2 separate regions of the Sus scrofa genome follow, and region 1 is linked to region 2. Evidence: chromatin contacts called from public Hi-C data. All regions are on one chromosome and are shown on one strand. The core of a region is the stretch at or near the end of the contact, and the rest is flanking DNA. Distances in the headings are between cores, read along the strand shown.

The links. A called contact is a pair of places that touch in the nucleus more often than the background predicts.
Region 1: a contact with region 2 is called in a Hi-C map of blood, with 2.4 times the contacts expected there. The contact joins the enhancer-like site here to the promoter of DOCK5 in region 2. A contact is called at or near these places in 5 of 47 Hi-C or Micro-C datasets (blood, embryonic fibroblasts, epiblast stem cells and 2 more).

What each region holds. Positions count from the first base shown.
Region 1 is chr14:9,262,320-9,269,379 of Sscrofa11.1, reverse strand. All of the region lies in intron 2 of DOCK5 (dedicator of cytokinesis protein 5), which reads right to left. Among named protein-coding and RNA genes, the nearest start is that of DOCK5, 69 kb to the right of the region's middle. Within about 2 kb of position 3,954, at least 2 of the 83 cell types and tissues checked have an H3K27ac peak or open chromatin away from gene starts, as enhancers often do.
Region 2 is chr14:9,192,324-9,199,148 of Sscrofa11.1, reverse strand. It overlaps DOCK5 (dedicator of cytokinesis protein 5), which reads right to left and starts at 1,869. Exons shown (of 52, transcript XM_021073736.1): 1 at 1,597-1,869. The coding sequence starts at 1,639.

The DNA.
Region 1 (7,060 bases), core at 2,705-5,204, 68 kb before region 2:
AGGGTGAAAACTACACAGGTATTCAAGGTGTGGGATTTAGTGTAACTGTTCCTGCCACTTAGAAGATGGACTAGGAGTTCCCGTGGTGGCGCAGTGGTAATGAGCCCGACTAGTATCCATGAGGACTCAGGTTCGATCTCAGGCCTCACTCAGCAGGTTAAGGATCCAGTGTTGCCATGAGCTGTGGTGTAGGTCCCAGATGTGACTAGGATCCCTCATGGCTGTGGTTGTGGTGGAGGCTGGCAGCTGTAGCTTTGATTCAATCCCTAGCCTGGGAATTTCCACATGCTGCAGGTGCAGCCCTAAAAAGACCAAAAAAAAAAAAAAAAAAAAAGAAGAAGAAGGACTAAATTGCTAGGTACAGTAATTTAAAATCTTCTATTTCTATTGTCAAAGTTCAATGCACCCACATTTAATATTCTTGTCTGATTGGCAACCATTCGAGACACATGGAATATAAGGGTCAAATAATCTTTAACAAGAATCTTTCCTGGCTTGCCTTGTTCATCCCTATTTGTAGCCTGAATTACACATGGAGACAAGGCAAGAAAAAAAAAATGAAGTTCTCATGTGCTTGTAAGACTCCTCTGCGGCACCTAAGTTTTACAGGTAGCGTGTTTTCTGCTCCTACGACACTCTGTTGAATGATTTACCTCTGTAGGTTGAATAAATGGGCCACTCTAGCAGACAGTATTTATAATGCCAGGCCCAAGCTTCCTTACATGCTTTTAAAGATCATAAATTACTCATCTTACCATGAGCAAACAGAGGCATATATTCAACCATCTCTTTCCAGGTATAAGCCCAAAGAGAAGTATCTCATTCCTATTGGCTCTCAATCAATTTTGAACTTTCCTCTAGGCCTCTTTCTTTACACTAATCCCTGAGTCTTACCCAGCCCCACGATGGTGTCACATGCTATGTTTTGCGATGAGGGGGAGACACCAAAGGCATTTTTGATAAAAGTTACACACCACATGATGTGACTGGCCAACACTCAGAGGTGGGAAGACAGTCGTGAGTGGGCAGGTGCGTGCGTGGGATGGAAGGAGTCTGCTCCCTACATTGCCGCCTTCTTGAGCCTCGATCCTACCAAGATCCCTTGGAGACCAAGACCCGTCCACAAGAACATTCCTCCAGAGCATCCCTAAGACATCTTTGCTCTCAGGCTGAGCCTGCCTCCCTCAGCACACGGGTAGCTGCCCAGATGGGCCAACGCCCAAGTGCCAGTTCATGACAAAGTTACTGAAGGAAGGCTCCATTCAGAAAAGGGTTCTGACCCTGATCCTAGAAGGTCTTACACTCACCTATAGGCAAATAACACACATTTTATGATATTATTTCATTTTTTTTCTTTTTACAGCCACACCTATGGTACATGGAAGTTCCCAGGACAGGGGTCTAATCAGAGCTGCAGTTACGGGCCTATGCCACAGCCACTGCAACACAGGATCTGAGCCATACCTGCCACCTACACCAACACCAGAGCCTTAACCCACTGAGCAAGGCCAGGGATCAGACGTGTATCCTCACAGACACAACGTCGAGTTTTTAACGTCCTGCGCCACAATGCAACTCCAAATGACACAAATTTTAAAGATGGAATTTTAAAGGCACACGTGTATGTTTCTCAAAAGGAAAACCAGAGGGAGGTATGCTCTTTTTGATAAATTTAAACCCAAGGTGAGACTTTTCACCAGCTCTACTTTTTAATTAGTTTTTCTTATAAACACACTCCTGCTGCCACACACACTAATGAAAAACACATCTCAGGAACATGGGTCCCCAGGAGCAGCAGCTGACCAGCTGTCCCAAAGGTGAAGGTCAAGCAGATGTGGGAAGTGACCTGCACACTCACCAAAATGCCACAGACCCCAATCTGCTGTCAAGGCTAGAGCCAAAACGTTCGCACGCAATCCTTGTCATAAAATCCAGGCTATCGGGCTCACTGCCATTTACCTTTGAGAAAAGCAGTTGTTTTTCCAATCAAAACATGGTTCAGACTATGGATTCTGAATGACAATCAGCTTTCAATTATCTTGATTAATGGGGTCACAAAAGTAAACAGAAGGTACAAGTACATCAGATGCCTTATTTCAGCTTACACCCGGTAAACCTCTACACAGGCTGTTAAGAACCGATTTTTTAAAAATCAGTTTTGATTTTTGTCTCTCACTTGTCTTAATGTCACTGGCATGGCTGACCACACAGAGAAGGAAGTGAACAGAAAAGAGGAACAGGAGTTCCCATCATGGCGCAGCGGTTAACGAATCCAACTAGGAAACATGAGGTTGCGGGTTCGATCCCTGCCCCTGCTCAGTGGGTTAACGATCCGGCGTTGCCGTGAGCTGTGGTGTAGGTTGCAGACGCGGCTCGGATCCCGCGTTGCCGTGGCTCTGGCGTAGGCTGGCGTCTACAGTTCTGATTAGACCCCTAGCCTGGGAACCTCCATATGCTGCAGGAGCACCCCAAGAAATGGCAAAAAGACGAAAAAGAAAAGAGGAACAATATAGGGACCATAAGGCTACCAGGTTGACTCACTGTTGCACAGGACAGTAGGAGGGGACAATCCAAGTTCCGACTCAGACGTCCTGAAAGGGTTTGATAGACCTTCCAGTAATCTATGGTCCAACAGAGGGTTCTATTTTTTTTAATTTTTTATTAAGGTGTAGTGGTGTACAATGTTGCATCAATTTCTGCTGTACAGCAAAGTGATTGTCATACATATACATTCTTTTTCTCATATTACCTTCCATCATATTCTATCACAGGAGATTGGATTCAGTCCCCTGTGCTACACAGCAGGACCTTGTTTATCCATTCTATATGTAATAGTCTGTATCTACTACCCCCAAACTCCCAGTCCATCTCACTCCCTCCCCCTCCCCCTCGGCAACCACAAGTCTGTTCTTCACGTCTATTTGAGACTATTTCTGTTCTAGAGATAGGTTCACTTGTGCCATACTTTAGATTCCACATATAAGTGATATCATATGGTATATGTCTTTCAATCAAGGGCTCTTAATACCACATCTCCGAAAGATGCTTATTGGGAAAAAAGCATCACCTTCTTGGAAGAAAAAAAAAAAAAATCTTCAAATGCACTCTCTTCTTTTTTTATGTGAGAAAGTTTTTTTCAGCTATGGAGCTAACACTCAGTCAGATAACTTTACCTATCCATCATAATACTGCCCTCTACCCTCTATGCTTACTCAAAAAAGCCTGCTTTATAAAGATGAGACTCAACACTGGGAACTATACCTAGTCATTTAAGATGGAGCATGATAATGTGAGAAAACAAATGTATACATGTATGTGTGACTGGTTGCCTTGCGGTACAGTAGAAAATTGACAGAACACTATAAACCAGCTGTAATGGAATAAATAAAAATCATTTTTTTTTTAAATATGAGACTCAAAACCATGCACAGCCCAAGTCGTAATCTATTTTTATTCCTGTGCATATCCTAAGGGAGTGGATTACTTGATTAAAGTGCATTTCCAAACTGGTCTCCTCCTACACAGAAGGAATAACATGCGTATACTGGGGACCTTCTATAAATACACAGATTGCTTCTTTTTATTTCAACTTTTCAGGACTGCCCACTTCCTCTGGTTCCAATCCATTCGTCTGCACTCTCCTCTGGGTCTTTACAAATTACAGAGAAATAATAGAAAACTTTTCACTGTGTCTGCCGCTGTAGAGCTTGGAATGCCTTTGAGACATTATCTCATTTTGTTATTTCCAACAGGGGCTAAGTGTGTTATGCTTACCCCCAGAACTCACTTGTTAACATCGGCCACCCTCTCTTGAGCTTGTGAGTGGTTACTGGAGCTGAAAACAAGTAACCAGTGGATAGGAAGCAAATGCAGGAAACCAGTACCCATCAGCGGAACAAGAGACCCTGAGCATGAAACCACTTGCGAGTCTGTCTGGTTCATCACAGGTGAGGAGAACTTCATGGCACCAGAGAGGCTAAAAGCTTACCTTTGAAGTCACTTTGATTTAATCACTTTCAGTGCAAAGAATGATGTGGTTTTAGATGAAATAACCAAGACACAGAGAGAGTTCAGATGCCTTGCCCAGGGACTGAAAACCTAGATGAGACAGGGACAAAACCATCCCATCTCAAGTGGGGCTTCTCCTTTCCCTCTTTATCACCCTCACCTCCCTGTGGTCCATGTAACACCATCTTTTTCTCCCCACAGCACTTACATGCATCAGAATGCTTTTTTGTTTGCTTGTTTCATCTGTCCCTTGAATGAAAACTCTTTGAGAGCAGGAACCTTGCCATTTTGTCACTCAGCTGCTCCCAGTGCCTAGAACCTCTCTTGTGCAAAATAAATGTACTTAAGAGCATAATACTTGCTCAGAGAGTCCTGCTGAATGACTACATAACCACAACTGGAACCTCCCCCTTAGCATCAGTGCTTTTTCAGTCATGCCCATGTTTCTGGGGTGGTAAAGAACACTCAGCTGGAGAACAGCTGTCTCACTGCCAAATCTTTTGTCTGGTTAAAGAAGCAAAGACATGACAGTGATCACAGGTGGGCCAGTGCCAAAGAGGCAAGGATGCTCATTTTGGTCCTTGAGGATTTCTGTTCCCTGAAAAAGTTTCCAAAGGCAAAATTCTTGAAGGGGGTCTATAAAAGATGAGCAGAATATAGATTCTCAGTCAATTCCATTCCCTTCCCTTATTTTTAGTACTTAATGATATTTAGTTCCTTACAGAAAGGAACTCTGATAAGAAATGAGGGATGGAAATTCTCTCGTGGACCGTGGTAGCCTGTTTGGAAGCCAAAGCCCAAGCAATCAATCAGTCTGGCAGTTCCCCAAAGGCTAAACACAAAGAAACCATATGATCCAACAATTCCACTCCAAGAGATACACCCAAGAGAAGTGGAAACACATATAGACACACACAAAAAAAGTTCATGGTGGCAGCATTATTCTTAATAGCTGAGAAGTATAAACAACCCAAATATCCATCAACTGATGAATGGATAAATAAAATGTGCTATATGCCTACAATGAATATTATTTAGCGATAAAAAGATATGACATACTGATACATGCTATCACATGGGTAAGCCCCCAAAAGATTAAGAAGCCAGTCACAAAGGACCACACTTTGTATGATTATACTTATGTGAAATGTCTAGAATAGGCAAACCTGTAGGGATAGAAATTAGGCTGGTGGTTGCCTGGAACAGGATGGGGGGTGGGGAGCTCATAACCACTGATGAGTAGAGGGTTTCTTTGGGGGATCATGAAAATGTTCTGAAAGTAGACAGTGATGGTGGTTGCCCAGCTCTGTGAAGCGCATACTTTGTGAATAACCAGGGAATTTTATACTTTACATGGGTCAACTGTATAGTATTTGAAATCTATCTCAATAAAGCTGTTACTTCTAAAAAGAGGCTCATGGGATAACCAAATTCTTCTGCAGTCTGCATGGGGAAGGGAAAGGCTGGTGTCTCCTGGAAGGAGAAAAGCAGCTGTGCCTGGTACTATCTGGGGCTTTAGGTGGTTGACCCCCACGTCCCCTTACTCTCCACACTAGCTTGCCTTGCTGCTGTAGGCTTGCTTGGGTCTCCTCTTTATCTTCACTCATTGCACAGACTTGCTGAGCCCCTGGTCCAGCCTGGGAGCTATGCTAGGCATGGGCCCTGCAGGGCAAAGAGGAGCAGGTGAGGTGAAGCTCCTTGCCTTCAAGAAGCTACCACCTCCATAATCCTTCATGCAACCACCGGGCAGGAAAAAGCAAGAGGAAAGCCCTAAGTTGTAGTCTCTCGGGTTTGTGGGCAAGTCTGGATTCCAGGAAGGTGGACTTGTCCATACCAGAAAAGCCCACAGAGGTCTGGTCTGCAAATATGTCAAAGGAAGGATGAGGCAGGGTATTGTAGGGGCGGGGGTGGGGTGGGGTGGTTGCTGGAGTCAGTGCCCATAGGAAGCTGAAAGACACAACTGCCCAGAGGCATGAAACGCTGCCAGCACCGCCCTTAAATTCCATCGGGCAGTCCTGTGGGTGTTTCCATTTTGTTTATTTATTGATGTATTTATTTTTAAAGGATAGAGGAGACTGGGGTGGGGGGACCTAGAACACAAGCTCTTATTCAGCATTCCTATTCCTATCACGTTTAATGTTTGCAAAGCACTCCAGCCCTCCCTTCATTCTGGGCTGTCTGGAATTTGAGGACCCAACCTCAAAGTACTTAGCAGATAGAAACTATCAATGCATCTGGCAAGGCACTCGCTATTAAAAAAAAAAAAAATTAATTAATCCCATAAAATAAACACTATTTTAAAACTTAAGCTGGTATAAAAATCTCTATAAAGCTGACGTGCCACTCACGTAGTTAATGAGCTGAATAAGCCCATATTCTAAATCTCCCCGTTCACACCTTGACACATGTCCTCTTTTGCAGAACAGGCACTAACATCCTTTTCTGAGGTGGAAGAATTCTATGGCTGGCACTCCAAGTATGTTATGGAAACAATTAAGAAGACAATCAGGAGTTCCCGTCGTGGCGCAGTGGTTAACGAATCCGACTAGGAACCATGAGGTTGCGGGTTGGTCCTGCCCTGTTCAGTGGGTAACGATCGGCGTGGAGCTGTGGTGTAGGTGCAGACGCGGTCGGATCCGCGTTGCTGTGGCTCTGGTGTAGGCCGGTGGCTACAGCTCCGATTCAACCCTAGCCTGGAACCTCCATATGCCGCGGAGCGGCCCAAGAAATAGCAACAACAACAAAAAAACAAACAAACAAACAAACAAACAAAAAAAAAGACAATCAGCCTCTTGCCCTCAGACCTACAGCACCTGGATCATCGCAGTCCAGATGCAGCAGTGATAAAGGAACGGTTCTTGCTAGGACCATCTAACAACTGGGTCAGCGTACCGCTGCATGTGCTACAAAACATTAGGTGCATGGCCGCAAGCTCTGAATCAGTATAGGAAATAGATGTGTTTGTGTGTTTATATTTACATTCAGCCAAGCTCAGTGACCCCCTTAGCTTGGTCCGTAACAATGCACTTTTAGGAATACTCATTGGTCAACT
Region 2 (6,825 bases), core at 620-3,119:
AGTTCCCAATAACACTCACAAATAAAGGAACTGACTCCATCTCACTTCCACAACTACTGGCTACTTACTAACTGGCATCTGATCAGGAGCCCCTGTCCGAAATCTCATGACCAAATCAGGAAGAGGTGATCTGGAGAAGAAACAACATCCACTCATTTCTGAGTTATACCCATAGAAGACTGCAAGAATTCTCTAAGAAATTTAAAGGAAAAAAATTTCTGCAGCAGAGGAAAAAGAGGTACTTATATGCACATTATTATATACACACATATCTGCTTATTTATAAAGGAACACAATCCAAAAGTAATACATATGAGAGGGTTAGTTGGTTTTTTGTAACTGACTCAGGGATACAGAGTTAAAAAGTACCTAGAGATGCTAGTATCTCTGAAACTGACACAGTGGTCACGAAGCATAGAATAGGTTTAGGGACCCCCTCCCCAGTAACCACTAAGGTGAGAAAAAAAAAAAATGGGGGCAGCATGGGAGAGGAGCAGACGACTAAATTACAAACAAGCCCAATGAATGACCTGGAGAGGAAGTGATAAAAGTCTCAACCCACACAACTGTGTTTATCCTAGGGAATCTCACCCAAGCCTAACGGCCATTGTAATCGCCCGGCTAAAGGCAGAGCTCTCTCCCACAAGACCTTAGCAACCTCATTCCTCGCTAACTAGTGGAAGGACCAAGGTTTTTCACCTGGTTCAAAACCCCGCCCAGCCGCTGTTTCGGATCGAAACTAACAGAAAAGCAATCAATCCTCTGCACGTCCCGGGGCCTTCCAGCACCGCTGTAATGAATGCCAAGTGCCTAGCCCGGGACCTGTCACAGTTTTCCTAAGGCTTCGTCTTATCCCACAGCGGAATCGGGAATCACAAGGCAGTTCTGAAACCCTCTCCACACACACTCTGGTAGGGGACGAGTATCTGCACAACCAGCCCCGGGGGCCAGCCACCCCCGTTCCCAAGCCACACACTTCCTGCCGTTTCCATCACCACCACACCACCCCTAGAGTTTCGCGTTCAGTTAACAACTGCTCTCAGGATCGGAGTGCCTGGGAGGAAGGAGAGGAGGGCGGCTGCCCACCCCCAGCACCTCACTTCGGGCTTCCGAGAGAACCTAAGAGGGAAGGCAGAAAGCACTGGGGCAGCCAGCAGATCTCGCGTTCTGCCGGCCTCCGCTGGTTACAAAGTACTGAATGAAACCACACGGCCCGGGAGGAGGGGGACGAGCACCAGAACTGGGTGCCCGGGTTTTGCACGTTTCTGCCCTGCAAAGTGCTGCAGCTTTGGGTTCGGGGGACAGGACTGCCAGTTCCGGAGCACGATTGCCTTTTAACCATACGGATCCCCCAAAGCCAGCATGAATTCCCACACGGGGCTCCCGGGGAGGGTTCCGACTCCCACCGCCCCCGGGGTGGCTGCAGCCGGAGCAGAGCCCTCCCCGCGCCCCCGCGGGCAGCGGGAGCCGGATCCCGGTCCCGGGAAGGCGCGCACCTTCTGGCCCGGCGTCCGCCGCCCAACTTTTCGCCGGGCAGGGCCGCTCGCGCTAACTTGGCGGCGGCCGGGTCGGGGGCAGGGTGGGGCAAACACTCACCAACCCCGTACTTCTGCCTCTTGGTCGGGATCCAACGGGCCATGGCGGCGACCTCGCCCCGCGGCGGCTGCTGCGGCTACGGCGGCTACAACTCCCGGGGCTCCGGACGCCGCCGCGCCGCGCTCCTGCGCGCCCCAGGCTCTTCCGCCATGTTCCGGCAAACTTCGCCCGGCCCCGCGCGCCGTCTCCCCGCCGCGCCGCCGGCTATCCGCTCCGGCTCCAGCCCCGGCCCGCGGTCACCTGCTGGGCCAGGCGGCCGCGCCGCCGTGCGCGTCCCTCCCGGCGCCGCCCCGGCCCCTCCCGCCGGCCGCGCCCTCCTCCCGCCGAGGCCGCCTCCGCGCCCCGACCCGCCGGCTCCCGGCCTCTCCCGCCCGCCCCGGGCTCCGCGCTCTCCCGGGCCGGGGCCGGCTCCGCCTAGCGCACTTCCCGGGAGCAGTTTCCCAGCACAGCCTGGGGTCCAGTTTTTTCCTTTCTGTGTTTTGCTTTTTCACTCCCGCCTTCCCCACCCGGACTAAGCCCGGGAGGCTGGATCCCGGGGGGCGGGTTCCCCGCCGCGGGCGTCGGGAGGGCTGCGCTGGAGGCTCTCCCAAGGAGTGTGGGGTCCGCTCCCCCCGCACGCCTGAGCATCTAGGGGACCTAGGATGAGTTAATAGGAACTAGGATCTAGGATGAGTTGCTTCTCGCCCTCGGGGCACCGACGGTGCCCGGTACTCAGCGGGAGCGCAGTAAATATTTGTTGAATGAATGAGCAGTTGACTGCTGCGTTCACCTCCTAGAGCTTTCCCTGACACCACGAGAGCAGGAAGCCGGACTCCAGAGCAGACATGATCTCCTGGGGCCACCGTTTATTGCCTTCAAAGCCGGAACATTTGCCTTCTGGTAAATAGAGAACTGATGCAAGGGAGCCGGACTCCTTCGTATCAAGTAGTTTCCTAGGGGTGCCTCTGTGGGAAAAATTAGTTAGAAAGCCCCGACTTGGAAATCCTGTGCCCCGGAAACACCGAGACTCCTCCCCAGCTGAAGATATTGAGACCCAGCTGAAGAAATTCAGACCCTCATGCTCAAGGCAACAGTCCGCCCCAAGACTTCACTTTTCCAACAGCCCAGCTGTTGAGCATCCCTGAGGAGAGGAGGATCAGGCACGTGCATTCACTGGCTGTATTGTTTGGACAAAGAGGCAAATGCAGGGACTGTTCATCTGACCTGCCCTTAACTCCTTTTGTATCCTCTGAAACTTCTGGAACTCACTTCCTCCTGTGGACCTCGAGAATGAAGAAGATAGGCTCTGAATCCAGGTGGAGGTGGGGCGCTTGCTACCTGGCCCAGAGAAGTAAAATCTCAGAGTAACTGACCAGCTGATTTAAGTTCACCATCTGAGAACATGCCTCTTGAAATAAATTGTTTGGTTCTTGCAGTCTGTGAAGGTTTTCTTGCCTATCTGGAACATGAAAGGAAACGAAATGAAATAAACATGTAGTTGAACAGTGAAATATCATTGAAGACTTAGTGCATTTTACCTTTGGTCACTTCTCGCAAAGTCAGTTCTGAATTTTTTTTAAAGGTCTTGTTCATGGTGCGTCATTCCTAGGGCTTCCTTTCTTCTCCATCAACAAATAGGTATTTATTCATCAAGTGTAATGATGGTTTAAGAAACTGGTCCCTGTAGACTTAAGGGTTTGGGATTGGGTATGCACACAGGGGTATATGGTGTGATTGGCCAATAGCAAACTGCTATATACACAGAGAGCTCTACTCAATATTCTCCGATATCTATATGGGAAAAGAATCTGAAAAACAAATGGATGGGTTGTATAGGTAGAACTGAATCACTTTGTTGTACGCCCAAATTATCATAACATTGTAAATCAACTATACTTCAATAAAACTAAAAAAAAAAAAAAGTTCACTCCAAAGGCTTCCTTTTTCCTCTGTCAACAAATAGGGTATTTATTCACCAAATGTAATAATAATTTGAGAAATCTGTTCCTTTAGGAGTTCCCATTCTGGCTTAGCAGTAAAGACAGAACACTGTCTCTGTGAGGATGCGGGTTCCATCCCTGGCCTCACTCAGTGGGTTAAGGATCTGGCATTAAGGTGGCTGTGGCATAGGCCACAGCTGCAGCTCCAATTAGACCCCTGGGCTGGCAACTTCCATATGCCACACCCTTTAGACCTAATATTGAGAAGGAATTCTACCATCTGCCATCCCCTCAAAAATTTATCTTCCTCTGCCGATGACCTCATGATTAACCTAACTTTCCAGGTTAGGTAATTTCTTCTTTCCACAAATATTTAAGTGCCTACTAGGTATCAGGCATTGCTCTAAGAATGCAGGCACAGCAGGGTATAAAGTAAAATCCCCACCTTCATAGAGCTTGGAGTCTAGAGAGGAGAGTAGGACAATAAACAAATTATGCCAAATGAGGCTTAGCCTGTAGAGGAAAATCCAAAGTAAGGATCAGATGTGTGGAGGGTGTTGCAGTTTTATTTCTTTTTTTTTTTTTTCTCTTTTTGCATTTTCTAGGGCCACGCTTGCGGCATATGGAGGTTCCTAGGCTAGTGGTCTAACTGGAGCCACAGCAACGCCAGATCTGAGCCGCATCCTCGACCTACAACACAGCTCACAGCAACGCTGGATCCTTAATCCACTGAGCAAGGCCAGGGATCAAACCTGCAACCTCATCGTGCCTAGTCGGATTCATTAACCACTGAGCCACGACATGAACTCCGGTGTTGCAGTTTTATATCAAGTGATCTGGGAAGGAATCTCTTAAAAAGTGACACTGAAATATAGATATGGGAGTTCCTGTCGTGGCTCAGTGGTAATGAACCCAACTAGCATCCATGAGGACCCGAGTTTGATCCCTGGCCTCTCTCAGTAGGTTAAGGAGCTGGCATTGCCATGAGCTGTGGTGTAGGTTGCATACGCAGCTTGGATCTTGAGTTGCTGTGGCTGTGGCTGTGGCCAGTAGCTGTAGCTCAATTTGATCCCTAGCCTGGAAACTTCCATGTGCCTTGAGTACAGCCCTAAAAAGAAAAAGAAGGAAAAGAAAGAAAGGAAGGAAGGAAGAAAGAAAAAGAAAGAAAGAAAGATAGATCTGAAGCAAGTGAGGATTTCAGAGGAAAGTATTCTGGACACCAGGAACAGCAAACACAAAAGCTGAAAGGCGTGTTTGGCAAGTTCCAAAAGCAGCAAGGATGCTGGATGGTGAAAGGCATGAGCAAGGGGCAGAGTATGGGGGGGAAACCTGTTCCAAGAGGCACAGTGTGAGCCAATAAAACAGGACCATGAAAGGCACAGTGAGGACTTTATAAATTGCTAAGAGGAAAGTTGGGAGAATTTTGACCCAGTCAAGGACATGAACTAATTTGCCTGCTGTGCAATGAAAAGATTGTAAAGACACAAGGGCAGGCATAGGAAGATGAGAGTTGGAAGGCGATTTCAGTAGTTCAGGCAGGAAAGAACGTTCGCAGGTCCAGGATGGTAGGTGTTGAGGTGGAAAAGAGGTTCTTGATATATCCTGAAAGTCGAAAACAACTAGATGCCAGTGTGAACAGAAAGGAATTTACTAAGGCTTCTGGACCCCTTGGTGTACTTTCATCAGCATCAGTTTGATGGACAGATAAATCTATCTAGCTCAGCTATGGTTTTTTTTGCCTTTTATTTTATTTTTTTCTTCTTTAACGGCTGCACCTGTACCAAATGGCATTCTGGGGCCAGGGATTGAATCTGAGCCGCAGCTGCAACCTATGCCACAGCAGCAGCAAGGCCAGATTCTTTAACTCACTGTGCCAGGCCAGGCATCAAACTTGCTTGCCTCTGCAGTGGCCTGAACTGTACCACAGCAGGAACTCCTATGCTTGTAATTTTTTTTTTTTAAAGAGCCTCACTGTATAGGCTTCAGGCCCCAAAATGTCTGGGTCTTGCCCCCGAGTGTAAGACATAAGATGGGTCAAGGATAACTCTAAGGTTTGGGACTTGAAGAACTGTTCCCAAACCAAACTTGGGTGCCCTGGCCCACACACAGTAAAGCCAATCTACTGACACAGGGTTGTGGTGAAAAGAAGGGCAGCATTTATTGCAGGGCACCAAGCAAGGGGTTGGGGACACCTAGTGCTCAGAACACCCCAACTCCGCTGTAGATTTTCGGCAAAGCATTTTTAAAGGCCAAGAAAAGGAGGGGCGTCCCAGATCAGTGAGCAGCTGATTGGCTGATAGGGAGGTAACAGGGTGGTGTCACAGGGGTTAATATTCTCAATCCTTAGGCTCCAGGAGGGCTGCGGCTAAGTGCTCATGGTCATCAAGTAGTTAAGTTCTCCCATTTATGAGGGGTTGAGCATCCTTAAAACAACTCAGGAAATGCACCTCGGGTTCTTCAGAGAGGAGCTAAAGAAAATGGCCTGGGCGGAGGGGTCTGTCCTGAGAAGCCCCATTTCACGACTACTAAATAGCATTGCCATTTTCTTTTTTCTTCTTCTTTTTTTTTTTTTTTTTTTTTTTTGGCCTCACCCACAGCATGTGAACGTTCTCCGGCTGGGGATTGAACCTGCACCATAACAGCAACTCAAGCATCTACAGTGACGACACCAGGTCCTTAACCTGCTGCACTGCTAGAGAACTTGCCATTTTCTTGATCATCTGTGACAGCTCGTCTTCACCCTTTACGTCCAAGTTATTCTGTCCTGAAGTTTTCCTTTGATGTTGCCTTAAGACTCACTTCGCACCTTCCTCAGCTCTTCCATATGGAGTTCGGAGCTTAAGTATTTTGCACTGTGGAATGGCGGGGTCACAAAGAAACTTCAGTTCCCTGTGTTCGTTGGGGGACTGAACAATGGATGACCAGTGTTCTCTAACTATTGGTGAGTTTTGCTCCTAACACACATCAGAATATTAATGCTCAATCAGAGAACCAGATTTCCACCAAAATGATTTCTGCTGCCTCACCCCTCCCCAGCTCTCCACCCCACCCCCAACCTGCCGCCTTGCACCGAAGGCTTTTTGCAGAGCCCGAGATTTGAATTTGGACACTGGATATTTCAAGTTTGACAATAATTGCATAAGAGGGTTGGAGGAAAACGGAAAATTTTAATTACAGCTTTCAGTATGTTTATTCTTTTTCCTCTGAAGACTGAGGTCCACCCTCTTTGTTATATCAGATGGTTCAATCCCAATTTGAAAGTCCATTTAAATCATAAAAGCAGAGCTATTCAAAGTCTTGTATTAAAATG